6 separate regions of the Mus musculus genome follow, and regions 2, 3, 4, 5 and 6 are each linked to region 1. A link is a contact called in public Hi-C, HiChIP or PLAC-seq and promoter capture Hi-C data. All regions are on one chromosome and are shown on one strand. The core of a region is the stretch at or near the end of the contact, and the rest is flanking DNA. Distances in the headings are between cores, read along the strand shown. Region 1 holds the start of Ptch2 (patched 2). Region 2 holds the start of Nasp (nuclear autoantigenic sperm protein (histone-binding)). Region 3 holds the start of Akr1a1 (aldo-keto reductase family 1, member A1 (aldehyde reductase)). Region 4 holds the start of Rnf220 (ring finger protein 220). Region 5 holds the start of Mmachc (methylmalonic aciduria cblC type, with homocystinuria). Region 6 holds the start of Mutyh (mutY DNA glycosylase).

What was found. Hi-C and Micro-C count contacts between places; a contact is called where the count stands out from the background. HiChIP or PLAC-seq counts read pairs in DNA pulled down with a chosen protein or histone mark. Capture Hi-C pulls out chosen DNA fragments and counts their contacts.
Region 2: a Hi-C map of liver shows a contact between it and region 1, with 2.1 times the contacts expected there. The contact joins the promoter of Nasp here to the promoter of Ptch2 in region 1. A contact is called at or near these places in 1 of 39 promoter capture datasets (cranial neural crest) and 1 of 484 Hi-C or Micro-C datasets (liver).
Region 3: a promoter capture Hi-C map of adipose tissue shows a contact between it and region 1. The contact joins the promoter of Akr1a1 here to the promoter of Ptch2 in region 1. A contact is called at or near these places in 1 of 39 promoter capture datasets (hematopoietic stem and progenitor cells) and 1 of 9 other capture datasets (adipose tissue).
Region 4: a promoter capture Hi-C map of pancreatic islet shows a contact between it and region 1. The contact joins the promoter of Rnf220 here to the promoter of Ptch2 in region 1. A contact is called at or near these places in 2 of 9 other capture datasets (adipose tissue and pancreatic islet).
Region 5: a contact with region 1 is called in a promoter capture Hi-C map of adipose tissue. The contact joins the promoter of Mmachc here to the promoter of Ptch2 in region 1. A contact is called at or near these places in 3 of 39 promoter capture datasets (hippocampal neurons and liver), 1 of 115 datasets of contacts at active chromatin or transcription factors (embryonic stem cells) and 4 of 9 other capture datasets (adipose tissue, liver, macrophages and 1 more).
Region 6: a contact with region 1 is called in an H3K4me3 HiChIP or PLAC-seq map of bone marrow-derived macrophages, with 4 times the contacts expected there. The contact joins the promoter of Mutyh here to the promoter of Ptch2 in region 1. A contact is called at or near these places in 24 of 39 promoter capture datasets (the 3T3-L1 cell line, 3T3-L1-derived adipocytes, the C10 cell line and 15 more), 1 of 484 Hi-C or Micro-C datasets (embryonic stem cells), 19 of 115 datasets of contacts at active chromatin or transcription factors (the 230-238 cell line, the SCID.adh cell line, T-cell acute lymphoblastic leukemia and 12 more) and 4 of 9 other capture datasets (adipose tissue, liver, macrophages and 1 more).

Annotation. Positions count from the first base shown.
Region 1 is chr4:117,093,565-117,098,424 of GRCm38.p6, forward strand. It overlaps Ptch2 (patched 2), which reads left to right and starts at 2,492. Exons shown (of 22, transcript NM_008958.3): 1 at 2,492-2,863; 2 at 3,283-3,475. The coding sequence starts at 2,792. RefSeq lists enhancers at 1,588-3,286, 2,127-2,585, 2,148-2,647, 4,611-4,860.
Region 2 is chr4:116,625,201-116,630,060 of GRCm38.p6, forward strand. It overlaps Nasp (nuclear autoantigenic sperm protein (histone-binding)), which reads right to left and starts at 2,751. Exons shown (of 16, transcript NM_016777.3): 1 at 2,690-2,751; 2 at 2,132-2,229. The coding sequence starts at 2,190.
Region 3 is chr4:116,648,797-116,653,656 of GRCm38.p6, forward strand. It overlaps Akr1a1 (aldo-keto reductase family 1, member A1 (aldehyde reductase)), which reads right to left and starts at 2,878. Exons shown (of 9, transcript NM_021473.3): 1 at 2,543-2,878.
Region 4 is chr4:117,494,973-117,499,832 of GRCm38.p6, forward strand. Rnf220 (ring finger protein 220) reads right to left here and starts at 2,080. Exons shown (of 15, transcript NM_025739.3): 1 at 1,711-2,080. Gm12827 (a long non-coding RNA gene) reads left to right here and starts at 765. Exons shown (of 5, transcript XR_868034.2): 1 at 765-1,756.
Region 5 is chr4:116,706,306-116,711,165 of GRCm38.p6, forward strand. Mmachc (methylmalonic aciduria cblC type, with homocystinuria) reads right to left here and starts at 2,080. Exons shown (of 4, transcript NM_025962.3): 1 at 1,933-2,080. The coding sequence starts at 2,013. It overlaps Ccdc163 (coiled-coil domain containing 163), which reads left to right and starts at 2,290. Exons shown (of 10, transcript NM_026714.3): 1 at 2,290-2,789; 2 at 2,935-2,968; 3 at 3,133-3,314; 4 at 3,419-3,500; 5 at 3,796-3,979. The coding sequence starts at 2,712.
Region 6 is chr4:116,805,400-116,810,259 of GRCm38.p6, forward strand. It overlaps Mutyh (mutY DNA glycosylase), which reads left to right and starts at 2,335. Exons shown (of 16, transcript NM_133250.2): 1 at 2,335-2,372. It overlaps Toe1 (target of EGR1, member 1 (nuclear)), which reads right to left and starts at 2,160. Exons shown (of 8, transcript NM_026654.2): 1 at 2,069-2,160; 2 at 1,218-1,360; 3 at 1,087-1,127; 4 at 860-956; 5 at 586-744; 6 at 87-346. The coding sequence starts at 2,120.

The sequences.
Region 1 (4,860 bases), core at 1,242-3,741:
GTGGTTAAGAGCACCGACTGCTCTTCCAAAGGTCCTGAGTTCAAATCCCAGCAACCACATGGTGGCTCACAACCATTGTAATGAGATCTGATGCACTCTTCTGGTGTATCTGAAGACAGCTACAGTGTACTTAGATATAATAATAAATAAATCTTTAAAAAAAAAAAAAGTCTAGGACTTTGCCACAATTGGTAATTGATGGCAGCAGTCAGTTGAGCTGGAAATGGAAGCAGAATCCAGGCTGAAATGATGACACACCTGTGTCTCCATGAGAATCTGGAAAGAAGAAAGAGCTCAAGAAATGTCAATTTTGGGCTGGTGAGATGGCTCAGTGGGTAAGAGCACCCGACTGCTCTTCCGAAGGTCCAGAGTTCAAATCCCAGCAACCACATGGTGGCTCACAACCATCCGTAAGAAAATCTGACTCCCTCTTCTGGTGTGTCTGAAGACAGCTACAGTGTACTTACATATAATAATAAATAAATCTTAAAAAAAATTAAAAAAAAAAAAGAAATGTCAATTTTGTCCTGGCGTTATAATGCCGTGCAGCGCTTATTCTAGGCAATTCCCTGCCTTTATAGCCCCAAGATTGCTACAGGAGTCTAGAGAGCCCACTTCAGAGCTGTTTCCATTTCCAGGCTTGCTAAGGGTACACTTTTCTCTGTAGTACACTTCCTCCCATTACAGACAGGAGAATACCGTGTACACAGGGTGCACTTCCTCCCATTACAAACGGGAGAATACCGTGTACACAGGCTTTCTTTCTCATTTTCATATTACCTTTACTTATATGTATATGCCGGAGAGTCTGTATATGACGCATGTGTGTGTGTGTGTGTGTGTGTGTGTGTGTGTGTGTGTGTGTGTGTGTGTGTGTATACACTTGCTCTCAGAGGCCAGGTGTTGAATCCCCTGGAGCTGGAGTTACAGGTAGCTGTGAACTCTCCTTTGTGGATGCTGGAAGCCAAACCCAGGTCCTCTGCAAAAACAAAAGGTGGCCTTAACTGCTGAGCTATCTCTCCAGGCCCAAGGCTTCCATTCCTGCCCAGGTGCCTCTTAGCCACAGAGTAGCAGTGTTGTAGACAGACACATTCATTCCTCCTTAACTGCCCACCCCTTAAACCAACTGGGGAACCCTTAGGATTAAGCCCTGGAGCTGATGATGTTAATTTGCACAAGTTTGGCAGTATGTAGCAAGGCCAAAACCATATTCATGCTTTTTGACCCAAACAACCCCATTTCTGGGAATCTGTCCTGAGGACATTCTGCAAATGATTGATGAGAGGACTGTGTAGTAATATAAAATATTTATGATATAATGATTAAGAAGTCTGGAAGAATTGAGCAAGAGGCTAGCCAGATGTGATAGCAGTATCAGAACAACAGATTTATTGAAGTCTTTTTTTTCCCCCAAAAAACGTATTTTGTTTCTGAGGCAGAATCTTTCTAGGTAGCCCTGGCTGTTCCAGAATTCTCTATGTAGACCATGCTGAGACCTGGAACTCACAAGAGATGGGCCTGCCACTGCCCGGCTCCTTTCCCAAATGTTCTGTATGAGGAGTCAGACTTTTACCCTCAGATGACCGATCAGAGTTTAACAGTCAGGAGCACAGAAATAGCACAGTCACTTGGAAAAGCAACATGTTTCCCAATGTTGTACATAAATTATGTCATCACAAATACAATTATCAGACAGGCTGGGCAATACAGGACTGTTATAGTCCCTTAACTTGACAGACACAACCAGGATAAGGAGTTGAAGGCCAAGCTGAACTACTTAAGACCATGTCTCACAAAAAAAAGTTAAAATAAAAATTTAAAAATACAATACACAAACTGAATGTTAATAAGAACCACAAAGAAAAAAGCAATTATCTGCCAAGGCTTCCAAAAGTTTAGGCTGACTGATTCAAGTTCAGGCTTAAAAGTTATCTGCCAAGACAAAGGGGCCCCAACATGTACAAAGGCAAGAACATGTGAACTTAGGAAATTACTGAGGGCAATTCGGGACTGGAAGGCAACTGAGTGGGTGTGAGGCACTTAGAGGAAAAAAAAAAGCTTTAGTTGGATGGTGCAGGGCTTTGGGCTTTGGTGCAGCCGTGGGATTTGCATTTTAGAGCTGAGTCTGGCCTGCTTGGAAAGAGTGGAAAGGAGGTCCTTAGGGTTGCGCTGGGTCGGGAAGAAAGGGTGGCCCAAAGGGGACCAGCAGACTCCCTTTCTCAACATCCTGACTTACACTTGGCCAACGACTAGCGCCTCCAGGATCACCCTCCCTTCTCCTCTCCTTAGGGCCCCGCGGGCGGGCTGGGGAGCCCGGGAGGCGAGGCAAAGGGGTGGCCCTGCCTGGGTGGTCTCCTGCCCCGCCCCCTGCGGCGCCGTTACCTAGCAACGGATCCGGCTGCAAGGCAGCGGGTAATTTGCCGCCCCCTTAGCCAATGGGAGGGCGTCACCCCGGCCCGCTCCTTTTTTTCTGAGCCTCCTGGTGCTTCCCGAGATCCACAGTCGCCACCTTTAGCTGTGAGGTGCTTCGCAGCCAGTCGGGTCCACCCACACGCGGAGCCCTCTTTGGACCACAGCCCACAGATCCAGCGGGGCTTGGGGCCACCACCCCGCACCGCCGCTGCGGGCTGCTCCTGTGCATCTTTACGCGCGCCTCACCCAGGACCGTATGGCCGTTCACGGCAGCTAGGAATCCTCAGGTGAAGCCGGGCGGCACAAGGCGCCAAGCTAGCCTATGGCAGCGCTCAGATAACGCAGGTTGGGGGCGCTCGCGCCCCCCATCCTCACCAGCATGGTTCGGCCACTGTCCCTTGGAGAGCTACCTCCCAGCTACACACCTCCAGCTCGGTCCTCCGCACCTCATGTGAGTAGAGGGGCTGGGTTTGTAACTTAAACGTCGCTTGAACATCTGTAGGGCTAGAAGTCTAGTGTTACTGGATCTGTGTTTGAAGACAAGCGAGAGCCAGCAAGTGATTTGTTAGTTTATTTCCTATTATCTGGTCAGTGAAAATAGTTATGTCTGTGGGTTCACCTCTTTGCCTAGCTGACAACGAGTGTGTGTGTTCACGACTCATAACCTTCTAAAAATGGGCATTTTCAGGTGTGCTTATGGAGAAGGCACAGGGAAAGAGAGTTAAATCTTCCACATTTGAAACCTTTATCTGTAGCTGTTTCCTGCCCTGCATCCAGAAGTCAGGAAACTGGGACTTGACCGGGAGAAAAGGGAAAGCTCCTCCATTGTTGTGCTGACAGCTGGCTGACCTCCTCCTCTCTCTATCCCAGATCCTAGCTGGGAGCCTGCAGGCTCCTCTCTGGCTTCGAGCTTACTTCCAAGGTCTACTCTTCTCCCTGGGGTGCAGGATCCAGAAACACTGCGGCAAAGTGCTCTTCCTGGGACTGGTGGCCTTTGGGGCTCTGGCACTGGGTCTCCGAGTGGCTGTAATTGAGACAGACCTAGAACAGCTCTGGGTAGAAGGTGAGTTACTGGAGCTGGCCGTAGCTGCTTTGGTCAAGGATCGAGAGGGCCATCTCCTGTTCAGAGCCTGTGTATCTGGGTGTGTTGCAGAAAGCCTACCTCTCTCCCAATCTCCCTCAGTGCTGTGGATGAAGCCCAGGGCATTGTGCAAGCTAGGCAAGTCTTTACCATCAACTGTCTCACACCTATCTCTCTCACCCATAAATGGACAACTCTAGATGGTAGCCTCTTATGAATAAGCTTGTGGAATATTCATCTTTGATTATGTGTCTGCTTATTTAGCGTTTATAGCTAGGTTTCTTTTAACTGTACATCAGAGTTTACAAATGGAACAAGATGTATTTTTCAATAGCCAAAGGAAGTAAAATGTGTGTGGGGGTAAGTTCTAAACAAAACAAAGCCAAGTGGTATTGTGTTGTATAAGAGAAGGCAGGGAGAGACGGCTCTGACCTGCAAACTCAGATTAGCACTGTGATTCTAACTACTCAAGGGGCTGAGGCAAGAGAAATACTTTCAGTCTAAGAATTTAACAATAGCCTGTGTCAGAGAGAGAGAGAGAGAGAGGGACAGACGGACAGATGGAAGAGAGGGAGGGAGGGAGGGAGGAAGGAAGGAAGGAAGGAAGGAAGGAAGGAAGGAAGGAAGGAAGGAAGATCAGTGGGATGTAGCTGGGTGGCATGGCAGACTGCCTGTCGAGCATGCTGTGGTGGGGGAGAGAGATGGAGGAGGAGCAAGAAGAAAAAGAAAAGTTAGTGCTTGGTGGCAGCAGTGGTGGTGCACAGCTTTAATGTTTAACCTCAGTGCTTGGGATCTGGAGGCAGGTGGGGCCAGCCTGGTCTACAGAGAATTCCAGGATCTGGAGGCAGGTGGGGCCAGCCTGGTCTACAGAGAATTCCAGGACAGCCAGAGCTGCATGAAAATACTCTCTCTCGAAAAACCAAAAAGAAAGATTGGAAGGAAGGAAGGGGGAAAGGGGAAAACAAGAAATAATAAGAAAAGAATTGTTAGGTGTAAAAGAAAAGAAAACCTTGAACGAGCCATCTGACCAGGCTTCTGAGTAGACACCCAGGGACCTGCAGCCATTTAATGAAGAATGAGCATAGACTTTGAGGCAAAAGTCAGGGTCAAATGAGACCAAATCCTCACGTCCTAGTGGAAGGATTACACAACTCATAATTTCAGCATGCCTCTCTTCTTTCCTGGTGCCTGGTTTCATGTGGCTGCTATTTGACAAAGGCAAATTCAACTGTGTTCTTCCCTGGGAAATCTGCATTTGTGGGCTCCCCAGACCTCCCTAGCCCTGGCCCAGACCCAAGGCAGGCCCCAGGTCGCAGCCTCACACCCTGGAGTTATTTCAAATGCTGGCAAGTCCTAGGATACAGAGC
Region 2 (4,860 bases), core at 1,501-4,000, 470 kb before region 1:
ATTACTTCACCAACAGCCAAAGTGTAACTGAACACAAATGAATACATGAAAATCTCTGTAAAGTTTGTTTATACAGTAATTTAAAAAAAAAAAAAAAAAGCTGGGAACTGGCAAGCTGGCTCAGTGGGTAAGAGCACTGACTGCTCTTCTGAAGGTCCTGAGTTCAAATCCCAGTAACCATGTGGTGGCTCACAACCATCTGTAATGAGATCTATCTCCCTCTTCTGATGGTCTGAAGTCAGCTACAGTGTCTATGTATAATAATAAATCTTTGGGCCAGAGCAAGCAGGGGCTGAGGGAGTGGAGTTGACCAGAGCGAGCAGAAATCCTAAAAATTCAATTCCCAACAACCATGTGAAGGCTCACAACCATCTGTATAGCTATATTGTACATATAGCTTACAGATAGCTTATGTACTTTCAGACATAAAATAAATAAATCTTAGAGCAGCTGGCCAGGCAGAGGTGGGGCACACCTTTAATCCCAGCACTTGGGAGGCAGAGGCAGGAGGATTTCTGAGTTTGAGGCCAGCATGGTCCACACAATGAGTTCTAGGACAGCCAGGGCTACACAGAGAAACCCTGTCTCTAAAAAAAAACAAAAACAAAAACAAAAAAAGGCTGAAGGTTGTGGTATACTCCTTTAATCCCAGCACTTGGGAGGCCAAGGCAGCCAGGACTACACAGAAAAACAAAAAACACAGTTTGGAAATCTGAGGAGATGCTAGGCATTCCCAAACTGTAAAGTACTGGAAGGAAAGGGATCCCCAACGTAATACAAGCAGCTGTTCAGAAAGCACCAGAAATGGAGTTTCTACCGAATTCCTAAACTTAATCTACTCTGGCCCTAAAAATATCAATGAAGAGGACCTAGGAAAGTGGAATCTGAGGGTAAAACTGCACTTTCCCAAATGGTTGAGTGGTTAGAGACCCACTGATTTTCAAGAACCCACTAGGAAAGGAACCAAAAGGTGATAGGGTAAACTGTACGGAGTGAAACGTCATCTAAAACATAAACCTATAGAAAAACCAATCAAATATCTCACAGACACCTTTACTTTTACCCAAGGCAAAACTTGGTTAAAAAAAAAAAAAATGCTCAAGGGACAGAAAAAAATAGAATCCAGGACCTAAAAAAGGCAAGGTAAACTGGAAAATCGAACCTGTATGGAAAATAACTTCTTTCCTCGAACTGATGAATGCTTCTGTGCATATGGGAGAGATCAAGTTAGATTAGCACTTTAAAGCTCTCAAATCAAGCATTCCTCCTTTGGGGTCCTTTCGCTTAGCAAACTCATCTAGCAAGTAAACACTAGACTGATAGCTACATACAGCCTTTACCGAAGACACTACGCAAGTAAAGTGTCCCTTGAAGCAACAAAATCCCCGTCCCACATACCGAAAACCTAACGAATCAAGACACTTCTCCGCAAAGGTTAAGAGTTACAAAGCTTCAGTCCCGTAGCCACCCTCAAGATTACTGTAAACCTGGTAGTGAGTATATAATAAAATTCATTGCGCCCCACCGACCCGGCAAAAGCAGCATCCACTCCAAACAATGGAGTTTTCCCGCCTCCTACAGGCCCCGCCCACTCCTAAGAGCCAAAACTACGACGATCAGCGTGCAAAGCCCCGCCCTCTGAGAGGCCCCACCCACCCGCGTCCCCTGTTCCAAGCCTCCATCCTCGTGTGGGTTTTTTTTTTTTTTTTTTTTTTTTGGCGCCAAATCTGTTGGCCAATTTCTCGGTACGTCTACAGACTCTCTACAGAGACGCACCCTAGGAGTGCGCGATCAGGAGGGGCTCAAGGACCGACTGGAGCCGGGCCCCGCCTACCTACCGGCAACCTCGGGCAAGGGGTGGAAAAAAGGGGCCGGCGATGGAGCCAGCCACCGCTGCCCCCGGCAAGATGGCGGCCGTGAAAAGCCGGGCAGGGGGCGCCAGCCACCCGCCGTTACCGCTGGCGCGCCAGCTCTTCGCAAGTAGGGCTTCTCCACAGAGCAACCCTCTCCGCACGGCCGCCGTTGTTCCGGGGAAGGCAGCTGTCCCACCCACCAGCCCGTCCCGCCCGGGAAGCCAAGTCCCCGGACTCTCCCTGAGGACTGGCCTCAAGCTCGCCACAGTCCCGCTTACTTGTCAGCGGAAACCAGCTCCGCGGCGATGGCAGCAGCGGCTGTAGACTCTGTGGCCATCGTTCCCCTGAGGTGGTGGGCCAGTGGGCAGAACACTGCCTGCGAAGAAAACCAGAGAATTCCGGACAGCAGAGACTCACTCAGGTAGAGAAAATGGCAGATTGGAGACCCCGCGCGGTTGAGGCCCTCTTATATACCAGGTCCCTTGTCCCGCCCATCCACTTCCGGATCCTCCCCCCTCGGATTTAAAGGACTAGGACTCAACACCTTTCTGTCACAAGGACACAGCCCTGTATCCCTTCCCGTTTGGGTATCTTCCCGCCCTAGCCCGTTTTTCCTTAAAAAAAGAAAAAAAGAAAAAGAAAGTAAGATAGAAAGGAAAAAGAAAACAAAAATCAAACAATTTCCTGCTTCTGTGGCTAGTCGTGATAGAAGCAAAATCTCAGTACTACAACTTCTGAATGGGAGCCAGCCTAGAGATTCCACAATTAAGTGGAGCCAGTGAGTCTCTGCGACTGTGGAAAAAGTAGTCCCGAAGGTGTCTTTCTGACGGGGATACCCGAGAAGGTGACAGGTATTCCCTATGTCCTCTCAGTCTTAACGGATGGAAACGCAAGAGCTGAGCACGAGTACAGCAGCAACGGCTAGAACTGACCAGACAGACGCGTGGCTCTGGGCCTCAGCAACTACTGACGAAACAAGATGCTGCTCTAGGATTGGCTACAGATAAAACTATCGCGCTTGATTCAAAACTCTTAGAGGGGCAAAGGGATGCGGGTGTTTAGATCCACCGCCTTTGACTGATCCAATCCGTTGCTGCCATCATCTTACTTTACCCACGTCCAAGTTGTTAAGTTAAATCCTGTACTTAAAACACTTTAAATATTTTAGCTGTCTCTCTTTTTTTTTCTTTCATATATATTAGGTAGGGACTTACAGTCTATCCCTGGCTAGCCTGAAACTTGCTATTTAGACCCACTGATCTCTAACCCACAGACATCTGCCTGCCTGTGATTGCGAGGGCTGGGATTACAGGTGAGCAGCACCACACACGCCTTCTTTTACAACCTTTTGTAACTCCAGTTCAAGGGCATTCAATCAATGCCTTCCTGTGACCACCAGAGCCACTAGGCACACACATGGTACACATTTATGTATGCAGATACACTCATACACATTAAATAAAAGTAAATGTGGCTGGAAAATTCGCTAGGAGGTTAGGAGCACTTGTTATTCTTGCAAAGGATCCTGTTTCAATTCCCAGCACCCACAAGGCGCCTCACCACTTCGTTAAGCTCCAGGCATGCATATGGTGCACAGACATGGATGTAGGTAAAGCATTTATTCACACAAAATGAAAAAAAAAAAAAAGAACTAAAAATGGATAAATAGAAATAAGTGGGTTCCTTTAAAAAATAACTTGGGGGGGGCTGGTGAGATGGCTCAGTGGGTAAGAGCACCCGACTGCTCTTCCAAAGGTCTGAAGTTCAAATCCCAGCAACCACATGGTGGCTCACAACCATCTGTAACAAGATCTGACGCCCTCTTCTGGAGTGTCTGAAGACAGCTACAGTGTACTTACATATAATAAATAAATAAATCTTAAAAAAAAAATAACTTGGGTATGATGGCACACACCTTTATAATTTATTTAGTTGTATTTCATGTACATTGGTATCTTGTCTGCATGTATGTCTGTGTAAGGGTGTCTGAACCCTTGGAACAAGAACTACAGATAGTTTGTTCCTCTCCAAGAATAGCCAGTGCTCTTTAACCGGTGAGCCATCTCTCCAGTCCTAGCACACACCTTTAATCTCAGCACTCAGGAGGCAGACTGGTCTCCCTGGATTTGAACCCAGAATGTTTTACAGAGCTAGTTCTAAGACAGCACACCTGTTTCAGCACTCCAAAGGCAGAAGCTGTTGAGGCAACCTAATCTATGTAAGGAATTCCAACACAGCCAAGGCTTCATAGTGAGATCTTGTTTCCAAAAAAAAAAAAAAATTTTGTCCGGCAGTGGTGGCACATGCCTTTAGTCCCAGCACTTGGGAGTTCGAAGCCAGCCTGGTCTACAGAGTGAGTTCCAGGACAGCCAGGGCCACACAGAGAAACCCCTGTCTCAGAAAAACAAAACAAAACAACAACAACAAAAAAAAACCCACAAACTTTGATCTTTTAAATTATGTATACAAATATAGATTTGTGATTGTGAGTTGAAATAGAGGTAAGAGAAATTGATTCCCCTAGAGCTGGGATTACAGGTAGTTGTGAACCTTTAGATATAAGTGCTAGGAACCAAACTCCAGTCCTTCGGAAGTTACAAGTGTTCTTAACTGATGACCCACCTTTCCAGCAACTGGTGTTACATGTTTTAGTTAACTGCCAGATCTTTAATTTTCCTTTGAGATTTGTTTGTTTGTTAATGTTAAATAGGATGAGATATTTGAGTCACGAATTTAACAAAAAATTAAGGCAGGGCAGTGGTGGCACATGCCTTTAGTCCTAGTATTTGGGAGACAGGAGGATCATTGAGTTCAAGGCCAGCCTAGTCTAAAGAGCAAGTTCCTGGGGGCTGGTGAGATGGCTCAGTGGCTAAGAGCACCCGACTGCTCCTCCGAAGGTCCGGAGTTCAAATCCCAGCAACCACATGGTGGCTCACAACCATCCGTAAGGAGATCTGACTCCCTCTTCTGGAGTGTTTGAAGACAGCTACAGTGTACTTACATATAA
Region 3 (4,860 bases), core at 1,628-4,127, 440 kb before region 1:
TTTTGCCTCCTGAGTCCTGGGATTAAAGGTGTGTGCCACCACTCCCGGTTCAATAATTCTTTTTAAAAATCATCCTAAATATGTTATATTGGCCCAGATCTATTTTCTGCATTAAAAATTCTGTTGCTAGCCCATCATGGTTGCTTGTTCCTTTAATCCCAGCACTTGGGAGGCAAATCAGGTGGATCTCAGCTCAAAGCCTGAAAAGGAGGGCAAAACAGACAAATAAACAATAATAAAAAAACCAAAAAAGCCCAAGCCTTCAAATCTCCAAAAATATCCACTTCCTGAGTTAAGTGGAAGGGTGCACATCTGAGGCCAAGTGCAACCTACACGTTCACGGTAAGACCGCATTACATACGAAAGCCCTTCTCAAAAACACAGAAAGTAAATATAAAAAATTATATAAGCTGGGCCCTGGTGCCTGCCTTTAATCTCAGCACTTGGAAGGCAGAGACAGGCAGATCTCTGTGAATTCAAGGCCAGTCTGATCTACAGAGCAAGTTCCTGGACAGCCAGTACTATAGAAACCCTGTCTCAAAAAACAAAAACCCCCAAAATACATACATGCCTTTACTTCCAAATGCTGTGATGTAAATCTTTTCCAGTAATATACATAAACCTCCACTGTTCCTGCCCTAGCTGCAACCTCTACCATCCCTTGACTAAACCAGGAAATATTTTTAATTTGGACTTAATCAAAATACATCCACCAAATCCAATCATGTGATTCCTTGGCTTAAACTGTTCAGTAATTCTCTCCAGGTTAAAGTCCAGACTCTTTAAAACCTAGGTCCCACATTTCTCATTTCGCTGTCTCATCATTTCAGATTGAGAAGCAAGCTCCACCTGATTCCAGGTATCGGCACATTTTCTTTCCCCAAACTTCACACTTGCCTAGCTAATTGTTACTTACCATTGAGCTAGTACATGGAAATTCTGGTTCCTCCCTGAAACTTCTAATCACTTTCTCACATGACTGTGTGTGTGTGTGTGTGTGTGTGTACTGATATACACTGTATATCTCACTGCATCTCTTTGTTCATAAGGAGGTTTCCCCCAGCCGGGCGGTGGTGGTGCATGCCTTTAATCCCAGCACTTGGGAGGCAGAGGCAGGCAGATTTCTGAGTTCGAGGCCAGCCTGGTCTACAAAGTGAGTTTCAGGACAGCCAGGGCTACACAGAGAAACCCTGTCTCGAAAAAACAAAACAAAAACAACAAAACAAAAACAACAACAACAAAAGGGTTTCCCCCACAAGCCAGGGTCATTTATCTGAACCCTTTACCATGCGCACACAGAAGTTAATTGAGGGGAGACCTTGAATACTGGGGCTTTTCTTTTGGATTTGGTTTGGGTTTTTTCCCCAGATATGGTCTCATGTAGCCCAGGATGGTCTTGAACTGTCTGTAGCCAAGAATGGAATTGAACTCATGATCCCCCTGCGTCTCCCTTCCAAATTGGCTTTATAGGCAGGAGATACCATGCCATGCTAGCTGGACAGCTTAGCTTGCTGGAGAAGCACCTGAGGAAGTCACTGACTTCGGTATCTTCAATCCATCTTGGAAAACCAAAGAAAAGTCATGTATCTATGTGTGTCAAGGGGCTGGGGGACAATCCCAAGGCCTTACACACGCCAATTCTACCTCTGACCTACACCTGTTAGTATTTTACTAACTTTGAGCAAGTACTAAAAAAAAAAAAATCTGGGTTGGAGGTGTAGTTCAGTTGGTAAAGGGCTTGTCCGGGGCGGAGTTTGACTCTAGTTCCAGGGAATATGTCCCTTTCTTATGACCTCCATGGGCACCAGGCACCCACAAGGTACACATACTTACATAGCAGACAAAACATTAATTTTTAGCAAAAATTCTTCAAAGAGACTCTGTCTCCAAAACTACCTATAAATAATAACCAATTCTGCCGGGCAGGAAAGATTCATACTGGAATTAAACCTGTATCGCTGCTGAAGTGCAACCTGGGAAAAGTTAACAGGCCTGATCAGAAGCTGAGCAGGTCCTGCGGTCCTACGAAAAGTCTAAACAGTAGAGTCCATTAATGGTAGGCTCGGTAATGTGAAGATTCAAGTATTTTCACTTTAAAAGGCTCCGTAGCGACAGGAGATGTTCAAATTTTCTCAAACCTAAGGCAGAGGCTTGAGCAAGCTAATCTCTCCCCACTTCCGCCACTTCCTAGGAATATCCCTGTACCGCCATTAGGAAAGGCAGAGCGCCTAGAAATTTCGAGCAGATGACCAAACAAAGAGATGGCAAAAGCACGAGATATGCACCAGACACATTCAAAGGTTTATCCCAGTCCTCCCTACAGCACTAATGATTTCCTTGCTCATTCCAACTCTGAGGAAACCGAGGTCCAGAAACACGTTATCTGAGAACAGAATAGGAGGAAGTGCTCAAACGCGAAACTAAATCGCATCCCTCGACGTGCTGGCGCCATTCGCTCAATCCTGGCCCTGACCTGTGGTACTGAAGGACCCTCGCCTTTAACTCAGGAGAAAAAGACGAGTCAGCAGCAGGAAGAACTCACCTTGGCAGTGAGCACAGGCTGTGGAAAAGACAAAGTGGCCCGAATTCAGCTCTGCACTCCAGTACTGAGGCAACAGGGCCCGACTTAAGTCCGGCGGAGAAGCGGCAGCCCCACCCCAGGGAGGAGCGAGGGCCCGGCTCCCAGAACTACGCGCAGGACGGAGGAGACCCCCACTGTCCTGCGAAGTAGAAGAGGGAGTAGAAGCCAAAGCTGGGACTTTGCACATTCCTCCCCTGGGAACCTCTCACTCCACCACGAACGTCTGGAAGGGCCGGGGTCCCGAAACTGTGCATGCGCACAAGCTACGTGGACAGTCTTGGGTGGCTGGCCGCGCCCACAACCGGCCCACAGTGCACCGCGCAGGCACCTCTCTAGGCATAGATTCTTATACTTTCTGAAGAGATCCTCTATGATACCTAGGGGGTCCTTCTGGCCGCCTGTCTTTCTTTCTCTAAAGTGAATTTGTCGGAATCCCCGAGCGGGCCTGATACAAAGTTTGACCAAAAAATACAGAAAATCTTGCCTCTGCAAACCCCATTTTAGAAAGTTACTGATCTTTCACTCAGTACCTTGCACTTTAGCCCTGTGCAAAAGACTTCATAAATATGAGCTGGGGCCGTATAGCTAAATTAATACAGTGCTTGCTTAACATAAAGTTCTGGGTTCAAAATCCCAGCACGGCATAAAATTGAGTCGTTATCCCAGCACTTGGGAGGTGGAAGCAAGGAGAATCAGAAGATTCAGTTTTTCTTGCCTCCTATACATTGACTTTGAGGCCAGCCTGAGATTTATGATCCCCTATCTAAAAGGAAAACATTTGAAGATGGAGAGAAGGGGTGCCGCTTTTTCAGAGAACCCAAGTTCAGTACCAGCATTCATGTCAGGAGGTTCTCAACCACCTGTAACCCCAGCTCCAGGGGATTTAATACTCTCTTCTGACTTCCATGAGCACCCACATAAAGGTGGGGTGTGTGTGTTTCCCAGGGATAGCTTATAAAGGGAAAAAACACAATGGGCTCCTAAGTGGGTGAAGGAGGGCTATAGAGCGGTCGGCCCCTCTCCAAGTTTTTTTAGTAGTTTGAACTTAACAGTTCAAGCTGCCCTGTTATATCTTGCTTGGCTGAGTGAAGGCTGCATTTGGGAAATTTCCAATCATAATCATCGTCATCCTCAGAATATATGGTCAATTTGATCTCTGAGTCAAATTGTGTGTGTGTGTGTATGTGTGTGTGTGTGTTTACAATCAAAGTGCAATATGTTTTGTGTCAACAATATGGAGTGGCCAACAGAAATGAAACAAAAGAATTACAGCCAAGCTCGAGGTGACTTTAAGCTAGGGAACGGGCTTCAACATGGGGACCAGCCTTCATCAGTCTCACTACTCTGACTGTCCTGGAACTCACTATTGTAGACCAGGTTGGCCTCCAAATCATAGTAATCTGTCTGGCTCTGACTCCCAAATGCTAAAATTAAAGACGTGCACTCAGCTCTTTTTCTTTTCTTTTTAAAAAATTATTTTATTACCAGGTGGTGGTGATACATGCCATTAATCCTAGCAATCAGGAGAAGAGGCAAGCAGATCTCCAAATTCAAGGCCAGCCTGTTCTACAGAGTGCAACCCTGTCTCAAAAAAACAAAAACAAAAATTTATTTTTACTTGTATGTGTGTGTGCCCGAGTATATGTCTGTTTACCACATGCAGGCAGGAGCTTAAGGAGGTGAGAAATGACCTAGACCTGCAGGTCATTCTTCAGTGACAGGGTCCTGAGAGAGAGGACCGGGAGATCAGAAGATAAGCAGAAAGGTAAAGTTTCAGATGGGGAGGTCTTTCACAAACCATGTCTGTTAAGAAGCACAGCATCTTATATATTATTTCCAGGGGAGAAATTGAACACAGCAGCAAGTGTCATACAATGGAACTAAATCAGGGGAACGCTAATAAAACAATGTTGATTAAGGGGAACACAGGGTATCTCAAAAACATTACACGCTAAGCTCTCCGCAGCCTTTGGACTGATAACTAAAGTCCCATTTGGTGGGAAGATTTGGGTTCTCAGGATCTGAAGCAGTAGCTCCCCCAAGGCCCTGGCTTCCGGCCATCACTGGCCTTGCCAAGCATATTCCTGGTTATGAGAAGGAACTGTGCTACATACAGCGGGGGCAAAAGAATAGAAGCTGCAGCAGAGGTATTTCTATAAGAGCTGTCAGGTAGTGTTTCAATGCCAGGGAAGATCTGCTGTTTAGATCTTACTGGGTGGGATGCCTCTACACAGTCACGTGTGAATTATTAGATGGTCATATCATTTTTTTTTTTTGCC
Region 4 (4,860 bases), core at 830-3,329, 400 kb after region 1:
TTCAGCTGCTTCTGGGGCAGCGAAGGGGCGCAGGAGAAAGACCTGGGACGACACAGGCCACCCAGACAGAGCCGCGCCCCATCCGGGTGGCCCTGGCCCTAAGCACTCCAGCCACCCGATGTGCGTCCGGCCCCCCCGGCCCAGGCCCCGGGGCCTTGACTAGAGCGGTGACCCGGACCAGAGAAGGCAGTGCGTTCTTAATGGGAAGGGAGAATGTGTCCTCTGCTTTCCAACACCCCGAGACCTCGTCACCTCGGGGCTCCAGCACGCCCTGGCGGGCCACGGTCACCCGGGCCTCGAGCTCTTGCCGGGGATACTGTAGCGCAGGACGAACCTCGCATCCCTAGATGGCCTCGCCACCGTGGGCGGCCTCGCCCGGGGGGCCATACGGAAGCTCTCTGCCCAAGTTTGTTGTGCCCTGGAAGAAAAGCCTTTCTCTTACAAAACACAAAGGCGAAACGCCCAGGCCGAGCCCTGAAAAGCTTCGGGTTGGGGGTGGGGGGGCGGCCGGAGGCTCCGGCGCGCGGTGGCTGGGACGGGCTCCGCCGGGCGGAGGAGGTCGCTCGGCCCCGAGTGACGAGCGCGGCGGCGGTGGCCGCAGGACTGCAGCAACCGGCGTGCTCGCTGAAAAGTTTTGCTCTCAAGTCGGAAGAAGAGAAATTGTTACTCAGTTTAAGGCAGGTAGAAGATGTAAAAAAAAAAAAAAAAAAAAAAAAAAAAAAAAAAAAAAAAAAAAAAAGAAAAAAGAAAAGAAAAGAAAAGAAAAAAAGAAAAAGAAAAAACACCACACACACAAAAAGCAAGCTCGTGATTTTACAAGATCGTCCTCCCACCTCGCTCCTTATAATCGCTGGAAGAGGGGATCCCGCCCCCCCACCCCCAATCCCAGGAGACCGGCACGGAACGCGTTACTCTAAGGCCGGCCAGTCCAACCCAGTGGAGCTGGGAGTTTACCGGTTACAGATAGCACGGTTCACCTCAGTGGCAGCACCTGCCTTCATCCTGCAGGCGGAGGTTTTCCCCATCCCACCCCCACCGCACCCCCCGGCTCTCCTTCTCCATCCTTCACACCCGTCCTCGTCAGGAAAAAGTAAGCCGAGCCTCTGGGGACCCCAAGGCTCCGGAGCCTGCGGGGTACCCCACCGGGTCGGCAATGTGTTGTGCGGCTGGGATCGTTTCTCAACAGATCGCCCCTTTCCTATCCCGCCCGCCGCCTGAGAGTCCCCACTGAGTAACACTCAGACCGGGCCCGCGGAAATCACAGCGGGGTGCACCGGGAAGCCGGGCAGGAGAGCTTACTCGCGGTCGACCCAAACAAAGTGGAAATGGGGCTTATAAAAAGATGGAGAAGTCCTGCTCCCTTCCCCTGGCTATCCCCCTCGCCCTCCCTACTTGTCCAATTCCAGCGTCTGGTCCCTCCCCCTTGCACCCCCCAAATAAAACACATTAAGGAAAACTCAAGACGGAAAGTTTGAGTGAGGCAGCGCACTGAGCGCGCCGGGCACCGACAGCCAAGGAGGCTCGGTCGCCAAGATCTAAGACGCGGCAGTGCAGGTCCCAGTCCCTGTCCCTGTCGCAGGGGAGCCGCCCGAATCCCTGGGAGACCAACCCCGAAAGTTAGCCAGGTTCCTCAGCAACCCGGCCACCCTCGCGCCCACCCCTCTTGTGTACGCACACGCATCCACACCCCTTTCTGGGCTCCGTACTTGCCGTGGAAATTCCTGGGGAGAACGATCGCACTTTTCAGGACACCAAGGTAAGAAGACGGAGAGTGTGGTGCATGAAAAGTCCCGGGTGCGCAGAGCCGGCGGGGGCAGCGGCGGCGGTGGTGGCGGCAGCGGCAGCAGCAGCAGCAGCAGGCGGCTGGCCCCGGGTTTGTGCTCGCGAGCTGCCTGGGATTGCATGTACAGATCAAGAGACTCTGTTGGTGTGAGAGAAGAGCAGTGCTGCCTCTCAGCGCTGGCTCTAATCAGTGAATGAGCCTCCACTCTCCCAGGGACTCGGAGGCGCACACACACGCGCGCGCGCACACACACACTCACACACACATGCACGCACACATTCTCTCACACTCACACACATACAGGCACTCTGAGCACTGAATACATTAGGGTACTAAGGGACTCTGGGAAATGGAGTCCAGACCCCGGGCACTCCGGGAGAGCAGCCCTGGCTGCCCTCACTAGAGGGCTGGATGGTCTTAGGTGGCCCGCCCAAGTGGAAACTAGAGAGGTCTTTTGCCTTTGTTTACATCTCTCCTCCTTTCCCTTCGGAGAAATCTGACTGACCGCGATTCTTTTTTGAACTAAAGTGACCAAGGGGAAATGGCTAAATCTTTTAAGCCTGACGTCAGGGCTGCTCGCTGACCACCAAACCTTGGCTCCAACATAAAACTCTACCCTTTCCCCCCCACCCCCCGCCCCCGAAAGATCCTACCTGCTGTGTAGTGCTTCGAATGTTTAGTGCTTTGAATATTACTTTGGGTCTTTGCCTATAAAAATAAAATTGTAAGTGAATATGAATAAAACTGACATTTAGACAGAGAGGAAAAGGGGCCTAGTTTAACACCCAGATTTGTGAATAAAAATTTCCCTGGTGTCACTGATGTTTATAATATAGTTCTTTCTCTTCAAATTGTTAATTCATGAGGTATAAAAAGATATATTGGGGAAATAGAGAATTAACATTATTGAGAACCTTCTAAGACCCAAGCTATGAGTCCAAATGTCATTCCACAATCTCATTTAGCCCTTTAATTCTGGAGATAATATTTCTAGTTTTTAAAAAGAAGAAACTGAGGCTGGGTTTTGTGACTTACTTCTAGGTACACAGCTAACAGGGAAGGCAGGTAGGCCCCGCTGAGAAGGCAAAGCCCAGCTGAAAGCTAATCCTGGCCTCTGAAGTAATTCCTTTGTTTTGTGGCTTGGTTTCTAAAAAGTCAGGTTTCTCATCTGGAAAAAATTTCTCTTCCCTAGGATACATGAGGATAATCCATCCTGCGAAGAACCTCCCAGGATTATAGTCTAAACCAGAATGAGACCAATATTCCATTCTGATGTGACTTTTTCGTCCCTTTTTCTCATGTTTAACATGTGCTTAAGTTTGTATAGAACTGGGCTCTGTGGTTGATGCCTGTAATCCCAGCACCCAGGAGGCAGATGCAGGAGGACTGCTGAAAGTCCCAGCACAGCCTGGTCTACACAGGGAGTTCTAGGCCAGCCAGGGCTAGGAGTGAGACTCTCAACAAAAGGTACTAGCTAAGTTCCTGTGTGGTGATTACACTTAAAATGTTTAATTAGCAGCTCTTTAAATGAGCAGCTAATAGGCTCACCTAGACTTCTGTGACCATGACTACCTCCATTCACAGGATTCAATTGGCTTAGGGACTTCTAAGCCTCTAGCCATACCAGTCATGCATTGGCACTATTGTTAATTAGACTGCTCTTTTCTGTTGAGTTATAAACGTTATGTGGGCAAGAACTATGCTTGATTTTTTTTTCAAGAGAATCATCTAAGTATCTGACAATGTCAGTATATAGGAGTATTAAAAATGAACAGATACAAGCCAGGCAGTAAAGGCTCTCACCTTTAGCCAGACAGGAGACAGAAGCTGTCAGATCTCTATGAGTTCTAGGTCAGCCTGGAGTACAGGGAGAGTTCCCAGGACAGCCAGAACTATATAGAGAAACTGTCTCAAGAACAAACAAACCAAAACAAATATGCCTTGAATGTGCAAGGCCATGGCTTAGATTAAAACAACAACAACAACAACCAATGACAACAAAACCAAACCAACACCCCCACCACCCCCAAATCCCACAGAACTCCTGTCCCTAAAGAACTAACCATCTAGTCAGGGACCAAAAGAACAGGTTAGAAATCAATGTAGCCACTGCTGTAATTAGGGTGACCATATATCTGTTGACCTGAGAAAAGTTTAATCATAAATGGGCCACTATTACTAATTATGTTGGGGTGACTAGTGAACAGAGGTTATCCTGGGCTGCATGTTGAGATGTCGAACACAAAATACTTCATCCATTAATTTAGCATGTATTTATTGAGCCCTGCCCTGCAGTATGCTGAAAGGACCAGGAGCCCCTTGCATTCCCTGGTAATTGAAATATGAGGCATTCAGCCCCAAGAGATAAGCAGAAGTGAGTCACAGCACAATAGCAAAGCTTTGTGTGCTAACCTGAGGAGAGTGGACCTCATCCCAGAGACACGAGAAACCCTGAGGTGTCCAACACGGTAGTCGTCAGAGGGTGAGCAGCCTGGAGGTAAGACGGCAGACATGGAGACTAGTTGAAAAGTCTGTGGCAGGTGACAGTTGAGAACGCCCCACAGGGGCAGTAGCTGTGTAGACTCTAAAGGCAGATTCAGCCAGACTGAACCGTGTTACCTCGGAAGATGAAAACAGATCCTTGTGGTGGGTTCTCATACTTACATCGCAGGATACTGTTCCTCCTGAGAGACTGCTTTCATTTATTGAGGCAGGATTTTACACTGTAGCCCAGGCTAGCCTGATCTAACTTGTGACCCCCCTGCTTCAGCCTCTCAGATTCCGGGATTGCTGACAAGCACTACCAACCCAGCTTTGTTCTCTGTAATTTGTTGGTTTGTTTTTTTCCAGACAGTGTTTCTTATTGTATAACCTAAGATACTATGAAATTCACTCTGTAGATCAGGCTGCCCTCAAACTCACAGAGATCCTCCTGCCTCTGCCTCCTGAATAGAGAGGGATTAGTAGCCTGTGCCACAGCCTCCAGCTCCTTCAGATCAATTTGTAAAGTTCCTCTAAGAGCCAGGTCACATCTTATGAGTGGACAACCTGTAAGAAGCTCCGTTTCAGCTCAGCTG
Region 5 (4,860 bases), core at 830-3,329, 390 kb before region 1:
GCAGGTGGATTTCTGAGTTCAAGGCCAGCCTGGTCTACAGAGTGAGTTCCAGGACAGCCAGGGCTACACAGAGAAACCCTGTCTCGAAAAAACAAAACAAAAAAAGAACCCCATCCCCCCGCCCCTCTCCCCCACCAAAAAAAAAAAAAAAGGAAAGAAAAAAAGAAGGAAATGCACTAGGGGAAGGCTTGAGAGATTAGTAGGAGAGAGGTTGGGCCTGGCCTTACATATCAACTTAAAAACTATGGCACCAACTTGGTGAAGATGAGGAGTCATTTAACCCTTAAAAGAATAAAGTGACCAATAATTGCATTACTAAGATCTGGTTGCGCTGTAGAGAATGGATTGGAGCCAAGATGGCAGCAAGGAGATTATAATAATTCATATGTGAGAAGTGTTCTGGGATATAGGATAGGTTGGTGGGCTAAAAACAACAACCTGTGTTTGGAAGATTCAGGTGATATTCATGGTGGCTGTTGGATATAGGACTGGAAAGGTGAGTAGCAAGACCTTAGGAGACAGGCGGGGCTAACTCTGCTCAGTATAATAGTTCCTATTATCCAGACTAGACACACACAAGTTTAAAATAAGATGGGGTCTCACTATAGCTCTGGCTGACCTGGAGCTTGCTATGTATATCAGGCTGGTCTGGAAGACTCGGCCTCCTGAGTGCTGGGGTCAAAGGCTTCAGCCACCATGCCTCACATTCACATAGGCACTTCTATTCTTTCCCATATCTGCCTTCCATCACTACCTTCCATCACTGCCTCCAAATTCTGACTTTTAAAAAAAGATTTAGTTACTTATTTTATGTATGTGAGTACACTGTAGCTGTCTTCAGACACACCAGAAGAGGGCATCAGATCCCATTACAGATGGTTGTGAGCCACCATGTGGATGCTGGGATTTGAACTCAGAATCTCTGGAAGAGCAGTCAGTGCTCTTAACTGCTGAGCTCTCTTTCCAGTCCCAATCTGACTCTAGAATGTACATAATTCTCCTCTCCTTTCAATCCATCTTTTCATATACATTTCTCTGTTTTTGTGCTGGTGACTGAGATTTGCAAATGCTAAGCCAGCACTCTAGCTAGCTAGCCATCCACCTATCAGATAAATTTCTGATAGATGGATAGATAGATATACATCTCACTTAGTTTTATAGCCTCAGCTTTCAATTTTGTTTTTGCCTCATTACTAGGAATTGAACCCAAGACCTCAAGCATGGCTTTCAAACTAGACTTAACTTCTCAATAGTATCTTCTTACAAGTCTTCCCCTGGAAAGCTCAATGGCCTAGGAATCTTAAGATAGGCCAAAGGACACAGGCGGATTTTAGTTTGTGTCTTAAACATAATTTTGTTCACTCAGCACTGTGGGAGGAAAGTGTGGAATAGGGCGGGGCTGGGTGGGGTGGAGAGGGACTGTGGTTACAGAGACTTCTGTACCAGGCGAGCGTGAGGAATTTCTATGCTCAGTCCCGTATTGATGGCAAGCAACACCATGAATTAGCCTTCTGTTGGCTGGCCGAACAAACTAGCCAATTGTCTCTTGTTCAACATTAGGAATACTCTTCTCTCTTCATCTGATCGAGTACACTGTCACACCAACCTTCCAAGTTTTGACCTCTTCTAATTCCTTTGGAAGAATCTGATGATCCCGCCCACACCGGGAGACCGTTTTCTGGTAAATTATAATGATGACAGGTTAGGGGATCTTGGGCTGTATCCCATTCATTTGTTTGACATCATAAAGACATAAAAGGGCAAACATGTGTTTCTCTACGTTTTTTAATCAAGCCCCATTTTACAACACGACCTGGTCATCAGATGGCTGCAGTAGGTTGAGAGGATCAGAAGGGCTCACCGGCCTTCACACTTTTGGCACCAAGGCCAATCCTAGAGCTCACCCTAGGACCACAGGGAAGACAAACCAACCTGGAAGGGATAAACTTCGAAGCCAAAAGGACACAAGGTGTCCTCAATCTTCTGCTTCAGCTCTGCGACTCGCGGCTCCATAACGCACGCTGAACGCTGAGCTTGCTGGGAAATGGAGTCTCATAGCTAACTTAGGCTTGTATGCGTCCATCAGGGCTGGACTACATTTCCCAAGAAGTAAAGGAATAGTAACGGACTCAACTGACTCTGCACGGTGCATCTTGGTACACGTAGTTACTTTTGTCCTTGTAGCCCAAACATAACCGAGTCTGGAAGACTCCGTGTCCCGACGAGCTTCACGGGAGGTGTGAGTGTGAACGCACAGGGCACGTATTTCCAGGGAAACGTATTTCCGCCCTCTATTGCCTGTGGTCTCCGCAAGAAGCGGACTCAGTTTCCCGGGTGGCGCTGCGGCACCGGTACTTAAAATCTCATTCTCCGCCTACCAGAGTTTGAACTCTTGAGCGGCACTTGTCACTTGTCTCAGTGGTGATAGCGTCCTTGATTTGTGGAGGTCTCAACCAAAATTCGGTTCATTCTACCCTCTCGATATTATTCTGTTTTCTTCCCCCCTCCCCGACCCCCCACTTTTCAAAGTACTCTGTTCCGTAGTTCTAGATTCACAGTATTGCTATCGCACTGTTTCTGTAGCCCTAATATATTCCCACTTTCCTTATTTCCATCTAACTCTGTGGCTTGTCCTGGGCTGGCCCGCGGGTATCTGAGTGTGGAAGAGCAAGAACAGGGAAAGTTAGAGACGCAATTTCAAGTGCTCCAGGATGAACAGGAGCCCTAGCTGGTCTGATCAGCTTCATGCGGTTCTCAGTTCAACTGATGAAAATATGGCCCGGATTAAGGTAAGAGGGGGACCTCTGGGATCCCCATCTAACCCCTCCCATTGGGAGGCTAGGCTAGGGCTTAGTAAAGGGCACTGAGAGCTCACTGGCTTGTTGAACTGTTTGCTGGTTTTTTTTTTTTTTTTTTTTTTTTTTTTTTTTGTAGCAGAGTTTGTATCCCTTTCGAGTTTCCTCTACAGGTAAGTATTGTCTTTTCTCCCAGCCCTTTGTCTTCTCAGAGCCTCCTTTCTTTCAGTGCCTGCCTGTACAGCTCACAGTTCTGTACAAATCCCAGCTACTTCCTGTCCTCTGATTTCCTACACAGACAGACCCTGCTCTTGTCCCTTCCCTATTCCCACAATAGGGGACCTGGCTGACACCTGGACTTCTCATCGCTTACCTCCTCAGCCAGAGGCCCAAGCTCAACAGCCTTGGGCTCTAAAGACTCCCACTCTTGGAGAGAGACTGAGCTGTACTGAAGCCCACAGCTCCTCTCTCTGGGATGAAGTTACTAAACTCCGATCCCAGCTTCAGGCTCAGGCTCAGGTGAGGTATTAGGGGTATGTACGTGGTGATAATGTGAGACGAGAATATTAGGAGTTGGGACAATGACTTAGAAAGGAATGTCTGGGTTTTCTCTGCTTGGGTAGGTGACTGAGGCGCTGAAGCATTCTGTACAGAGCCTGTTGAAGGATCGGGAGCAACATATGTTCAAGATCAGTGCTCTAGAAGGTATTGGGCCAATTCTTTTCTATGTATGGCACACAGAGTTTTAAAATGGAAACCAAGAGTTTTGCACATGCTAATGATCTGTGCTCTACCACTGATGTACATACAGCTTTCGAGTTTTGCACATGCTAATGATCTGTGCTCTACCGCTGATGTACATACAGCTTTCGGTTGTGGGGCTTAGCCTTTTAGTGAATGGGTGAGCTTCTCTCCCTCCAGCCCTACACAGCTTTACCTATGTGTCATTTGCTCTCATGTGAGTCTCTTAGAGCCACTGACCTTACTTTCCCCTCTACAGCATCACTAAAACTGCTGCAGGAGGGCCCCAAAGGGAGAGCCCTTCTGGAGCAATGCCTGGAAGGGCTGAAAAAGGAACTGCAGGGCCTTCGGAGTCAGGTTCAAGAGCTAGTCCAAAACCAAATGAAAGCAAGACCAGGAAAGTTGGGTCCTGCCAGTGGCTTTCACCAAGAGCTGCAGAGTGAGTAAGTGATGGGCAAGGCTTCACCCTTTTGGTTGTTTGTTTAAGATGTGCTTCTTGGGGGCTGGAGAAATGGCTTAGAGGTTAAGAGCACTGACTGCTCTTCAAGAGGTTCTGAGTTCAATTCCCAGCAACCACGGGTTGGCCCACATCTGATGACCTCTTCTGGCCTGCAGGCATACATGTTGTATATATAATAAATAAAAATTTTTTAAAAATGTGCTTCACTCTTCCTCTACTCCTTCTCCTCCTCTTCTTCTTCCCCTTACCCCTTTCTCTCCACATGTTTCTGGCAGGCCTCTCCTCTCCTCTTTCTCTGTTCTCTCTCTCTCTCCCTCTCCCCCTTTCCAACTCCCCTTCTGTGCCCTGAATAAACTCTATTCTATACTATTTTTTAAAAAATGTGCTTCTTGGTGTCACACAGTTTTAGTTCTCGTGCTCAGAAGGCAGAGATGGCCGGTCTCTATGAGTTTGAGACTAGCCTGCTCTACATATTGAGCTATAGGCCATCCAGGGTTAAAAAGATCTTTTTTCAGAAAACAAAAAGGACACACAAAAAAGTGTTTTAGGTGTATGAATGTTTTATACCATCATGTGGAGGCTCAAAGAAATCAAAGTTCTCTTTAAGAGCAATTGTTCTCATAACCATTGAGCCATCTTCCTAGCCCAAAACTTCCTCTTTTGAGGCTTCTGAGCTCCTAGCATAAGATGTTTGGTGTAGCCGGGCGTGGTGGCACACGCCTTTAATCCCAGCACACGGGAGGCAGAGGCAGGCAGATTTCTGAGTTCGAGGCCAGCCTGGTCTACAAAGTGAGTTCCAGGACAGCCAGGGCTATATAGAGAAACCCTGTCTCGAAAAACAAAAACAAAAACAAATGTTTGGCC
Region 6 (4,860 bases), core at 1,085-3,584, 290 kb before region 1:
CCTGGCATATGGTAGGTACTAGATAAATAAGTGAATGAAACAGGCTCATGCCAGGCCCCACCCCTTCCCATCAACCATGTTCTCACCATTTCCGGAAAGCGTATTCTAAGTAGGAAGCTACAAATCGGGCATGGAACTCGGCGGCATATTTGGTGTCATAGATGCCTGCTGGGAACATCTCACACAGGTCAGCAGTGAAGGTCCCCAAGTTCTCAGGCAGGTGCGCGTAGAAATTCTGGTACAGGAACACCAAGTCTATAAGGCCATTATGTAGCACCAGGGGCCGTCGGGCCCGAATCAGTTCAAGGAACAGCGTCCGTACCGACTGGCTCTGGCTCTCATCTCCCTAGGTGGAAGGGGAAGGACAACGATGCCCAGTCAGCACCCAGTCAGCACACTTAACCAGGTTTCCCACTGGGGAAGCACCGCCTCATTATCTAACCCCGCCCTGCCCCTTCCACAAAGGTCTTGTTTCTCGAGCCTTGTCACACACATGTCCCCCACCCCCCACCCCCCAGGCCTATGCAAGCAAGAAATAAACCACACGGGACTCGAACTCAAGGCCAGAGGAAGCTGGAGAGCTACCTTGTCATTGCCCTTATGGTAGGGGATACCCTGGGCGTACTGCCGGTTGAAGTTGAAGCCATGCTGTACCAGGAACTGCACAGACTTCGGTTCTATAACGTACTCCTCTATGCATAGCAGGGTGAGATTGAACACTTGAGCCAAGTAAGAATTTTCACCCTGAAAAACATGAGGATCTACTTTACCAAAAACTGGGAGGAAAAATTTCCACCATTAAGATCTCAACTCTCAGGCCCCATGCCTCCCTCAGACCTGGGATGAAGGTAATTCCTACCTTATCTGGTTGCTGCCTGAAGCAGGCGAGGCCCAGGGACAGGACAGAACGGGTCCTGGCAGCATGACACACGGCCTTGTAACGTTCCTCAATGCACCTTAGAGTTGGGTTTGGGCATGAGTTAGTTTCACAAAGAACCCAAACTACCAGGGCTGGCAGTCCCTAGCTTCTGGGTTGAGACCTACATATTTGTTAGAGCTGGGATCACAGGCAAGGCTTATACTTACTGGTTCAGCAAACTCTTCCTATCCCCGAGCCCACTCAGCTCCTATGGGTGGGTAAAGGAAGTGTGGTTATTTTCCACACCCATCACCAAACACTTCACAGCCACCTGCCCTCCCTTCCTCCCACTCCTCACCGTGTCCACAGCCACAAAGCTAGCTGTCTTTAAGGCTAGCAAGAGTGATGGCCATATCTCCTTGAAGTTGTCACTCTGCACGTCTACCACAGGAACCCGAACCACAAACTCCTCTGCAGGTTGTGTGTTTTTGTTGACACCACCTGGGGATAAGGGCGTTGATGGATTTAGATGGTTTCACAAGGTCCCTGTGGAGCAAACACCAAGCTAGATGTGGGCAAAGGGGTGCCCACTGACAAGCTTTCACTTAAAGATTTTACATCTACCAGCTCTAAACACAAGCTCTGAAATGGGCAGTGCCCTAAATTTGGAAAAAGGGCATCTGTGTCTTTTAGTGCCTTTATGTGGGACTGGGAAATCATTTCTTTTTTGCATCATGATCAGGAGAAAAGTGGACTAGATAACCTTTGAGGATTCTTTATCCTCCAGCCTGTAATCCCAGGACTAGGGAGCATTAGGCTGAAGGACCACGAGTTCAAGGCTAGCCTACAGAGCATGCTCCTATCTCAAACACAAACCGATCCCATAAAGCCACATATACATGATGCCTCAACAGCTACCGGAGTGCTCCAAAGTTAAACCCAAGCTCCACTTACTGTGGACGACTACGCACTCTGGTATTACCGACTGACAACCACCGGCTCCGTCCAAAACACACCACCCATCCCACCTCACTGCTCCACTCTACAACAGTTCGGGTTTTGCAGTTGCACGCGCTGCACACTGGGAGTTGTAGTCTAAGATAGCTGAGGCAAGAAGAACTACAGGCCTGTCTCCGAGCTACCGGGCCGAGGCTTTTCCCTCCCCAGGACCCCTTAGGCTTCTGTGGCCATCCCTGGGGAGCCGCTCACCGTCAGAGGGCGTTGGAACTGGAGGCACATCATCGTCACTGTCCGCGGCCATGACGCCCCTCGCCAGCCTTCTGGAGGTACGCAGAGACTTCCGCTTCGTCTCCAGAAGCGACACGGATCTAGGATGGGGCGGGGTCTCGGCGTCTGGGTCCCGTAGGGTCAACTTCCGTTCCGAGTGGTCGGGCGGGGTGCGGAGCGTGGGCCTTGCGCGCGCTGAGTGTCTATTGGCTGGACGGTCCTACTGACCGAAGCCACGCCCCCTTCGGGGTTTCTTGGGAGCGGCCGGTCGGAGACTGCGCAGGAGGTAATCTGTGCTTTCATTTGTGGTGGCGGGAACGTGGAATCTTAAAATTACAGCCGATCGTTTCACTTACACAAACTCAGGGTTGGCATGGGCAGCGCAGGCTTCTCGGCGCTGGGTTGGGGAAAGAATGCCTCCTGCGCTGAGCTAAAGCAAGCCTAGGAGTTCGGGAGAGAGGGGTGCACGGCCGAGTAAAGGGGTCCTGAGCATGGACACAAGTCCAGAAAGATAAGGAAGTGAGAGGGAAGCGTTCTACAGGACACAGGTAGATAAGTGGTAAAATGACCAGGAACGTTTTAAAGATAATTCACCCAAGTATTAATGTGCACTTGAGTTAAGGTTTTGGTAGGTCTTAATTTGACCTGTAGGTGGTAACAATGTCGGAATTCAGTCCCATCCTAGGAAGTGTTCTCTAGCTCCACCGACCTAGATTTCTCCTTATCTTAAAAGATAAAAGGCTTCAAACTTATCTTTAAAAATTCAGGCTGGGTGGGATGGTGCCTGACAATAATCTCATCCTTCAGGAGGCAGAGGCAGGCGGATCTCTGAGTTCAAGGCCAGCCTGGTGTACTGAGTGAGCTCCAGGGCTGCACAGAGAAACTCTCGTCTCTATAAAACAAAACAAAAAGCAATCTCCACACCTGGAGTGCTGGGTTATAGGTGTGCACAACCACTCTAGTTTGACTTTTTTTTTTTTTTTTTTTTTTGGTTTTTCGAGACAGGGTTTCTCTGTATAGTCCTGGCTGTCCTGGAACTCACTTTGTAGACCAGGCTGGCCTCAAACTCAGAAATCCACCTGCCTCTGCCTCCTGAGTGCTGGGATTAAAGGCGTGCGCCACCACGCCCGGCTAGTTTGACTTTTTAAAAAAGATTTGTAGTGGGCGATGGTGGCGCACGCCTTTAGCCCCAGCACTTTGGGAGGCAGAGGCAGGCGGATTAGGTGGGTTTCTGAGTTCGAGGCCAGCCTGGTCTACAAAGTGAGTTCCAGGACAGCCAGAACTACACAGAGAAACCCGTCTCCAAAAAACAAAAACAAAAAAGGTTTGTTACTATTTTTAATTCCGTGTATGATTTCTGCGTGGGTCCGTGTGTGTGAGTGCAGTCGGATCCCACCCTCCAACACAGATCTCACAGCCCTCTAATCCCCCTGGCCGTAGCCTAGGGCTGATATCACAGCTGGTTTATGAGCAGTCCAATATGGATGCTATGATCAAAACTCATGAGCCCCCACTGTGCAGCCACGTGGGATCCGGGATTGAACCCAGGACTTCATGTTCCCTAGACAGTCACTAACTGACCAACATCTCCACTCAAAAGTTGTGGGATTTTTTTTAACTTTTACTTTGTTTGTTTAATATATATGACTGCTTTCCTGTATATGTGCACAGGGTCCCTGTGTCCGTGTTTATTTGATATATATGAGTATTTTCTTGAATATATGTATGTGCACAGGGAGGGTCCCTGGTGCCCATGAGGCTAGAAGAAGGTGTTGGATCACCTGAAACTGGAGTTTCAGATGATTATGAGGTGCTGGAAATCCAACTAATTATCACTAACCACTGAACTATCTTCTCAACTCCCAGGCTTGTGGTTGGTTGGTTTATTTGTTTGAGATGAAACCAGAGTTCATAGTCATCCAGCTTAGCTTCCAAAATGCTGTTTCATTTAAAGTAGAATAAGAAGACATTGACCAAAAGAATCAAAAGTAAATTTGACATTACACTTGCTATAAAAGCTACAATGGAGAATGCCAGGTATGGTGGTGACAAAAGCCATGAACCTTAGCACTAGGGAGGCAGAGTTCCAGGCCAGCCAAGGCTGCATAGTGAGAGCCTGTGGCAAAATAAAGTAAAATAAGATTAAGTTAGGCAGTTGGAGCATAGTGAAAGGATGAGACTCTGGCCTCTGGATATCAAAGCACCTTGCATACTGGGTTGGACTGGAAGGAATGAAGCTTAGCCGGGCTGGTGGGTTAGCAGGATCTCAGCCTGTGCGTGTGGAAGAAACAGCCCTCTCCTGGAGACAGGCTTCAGTGAAACTGCTCTCCTCTATTGGGGGTAACAAGAGCTATATAAACCTTGGGGACTGAGTAGGGCTTTTCAGGCTGGGTGTGCATCATTGGCGGGTGCTGAGATGCTGGGAATGCACGAAGAGCAATTCTGGGTGCTTGCCTGATGTTTCCTTAGAGGAAGAGAAGTTTAGCTTGTAATTCGGGCACCAGGCTACCCTCAAGGGTGGTGGGGGTAGGGGTCATAAGGCTTCATGCTCTGGGATATGCAGGCCCAGAACAAGGAGGAAAGGAGCCCCACTCCTGCCAGGGTTTGCACGCTCCTTGACCTCACTCTTGCACTGGTCTGGCTCACCAAGTAGCTCACCCAATGGCTCCCCACCAAACAAGAACCTAGGGCACTGATCCATAGATCTTCACAGTGATACCAAGACGAGTTTGTCTAAGAGCCAGTAGTGTGACCTGAAAGTCCTCCCCCTCCCC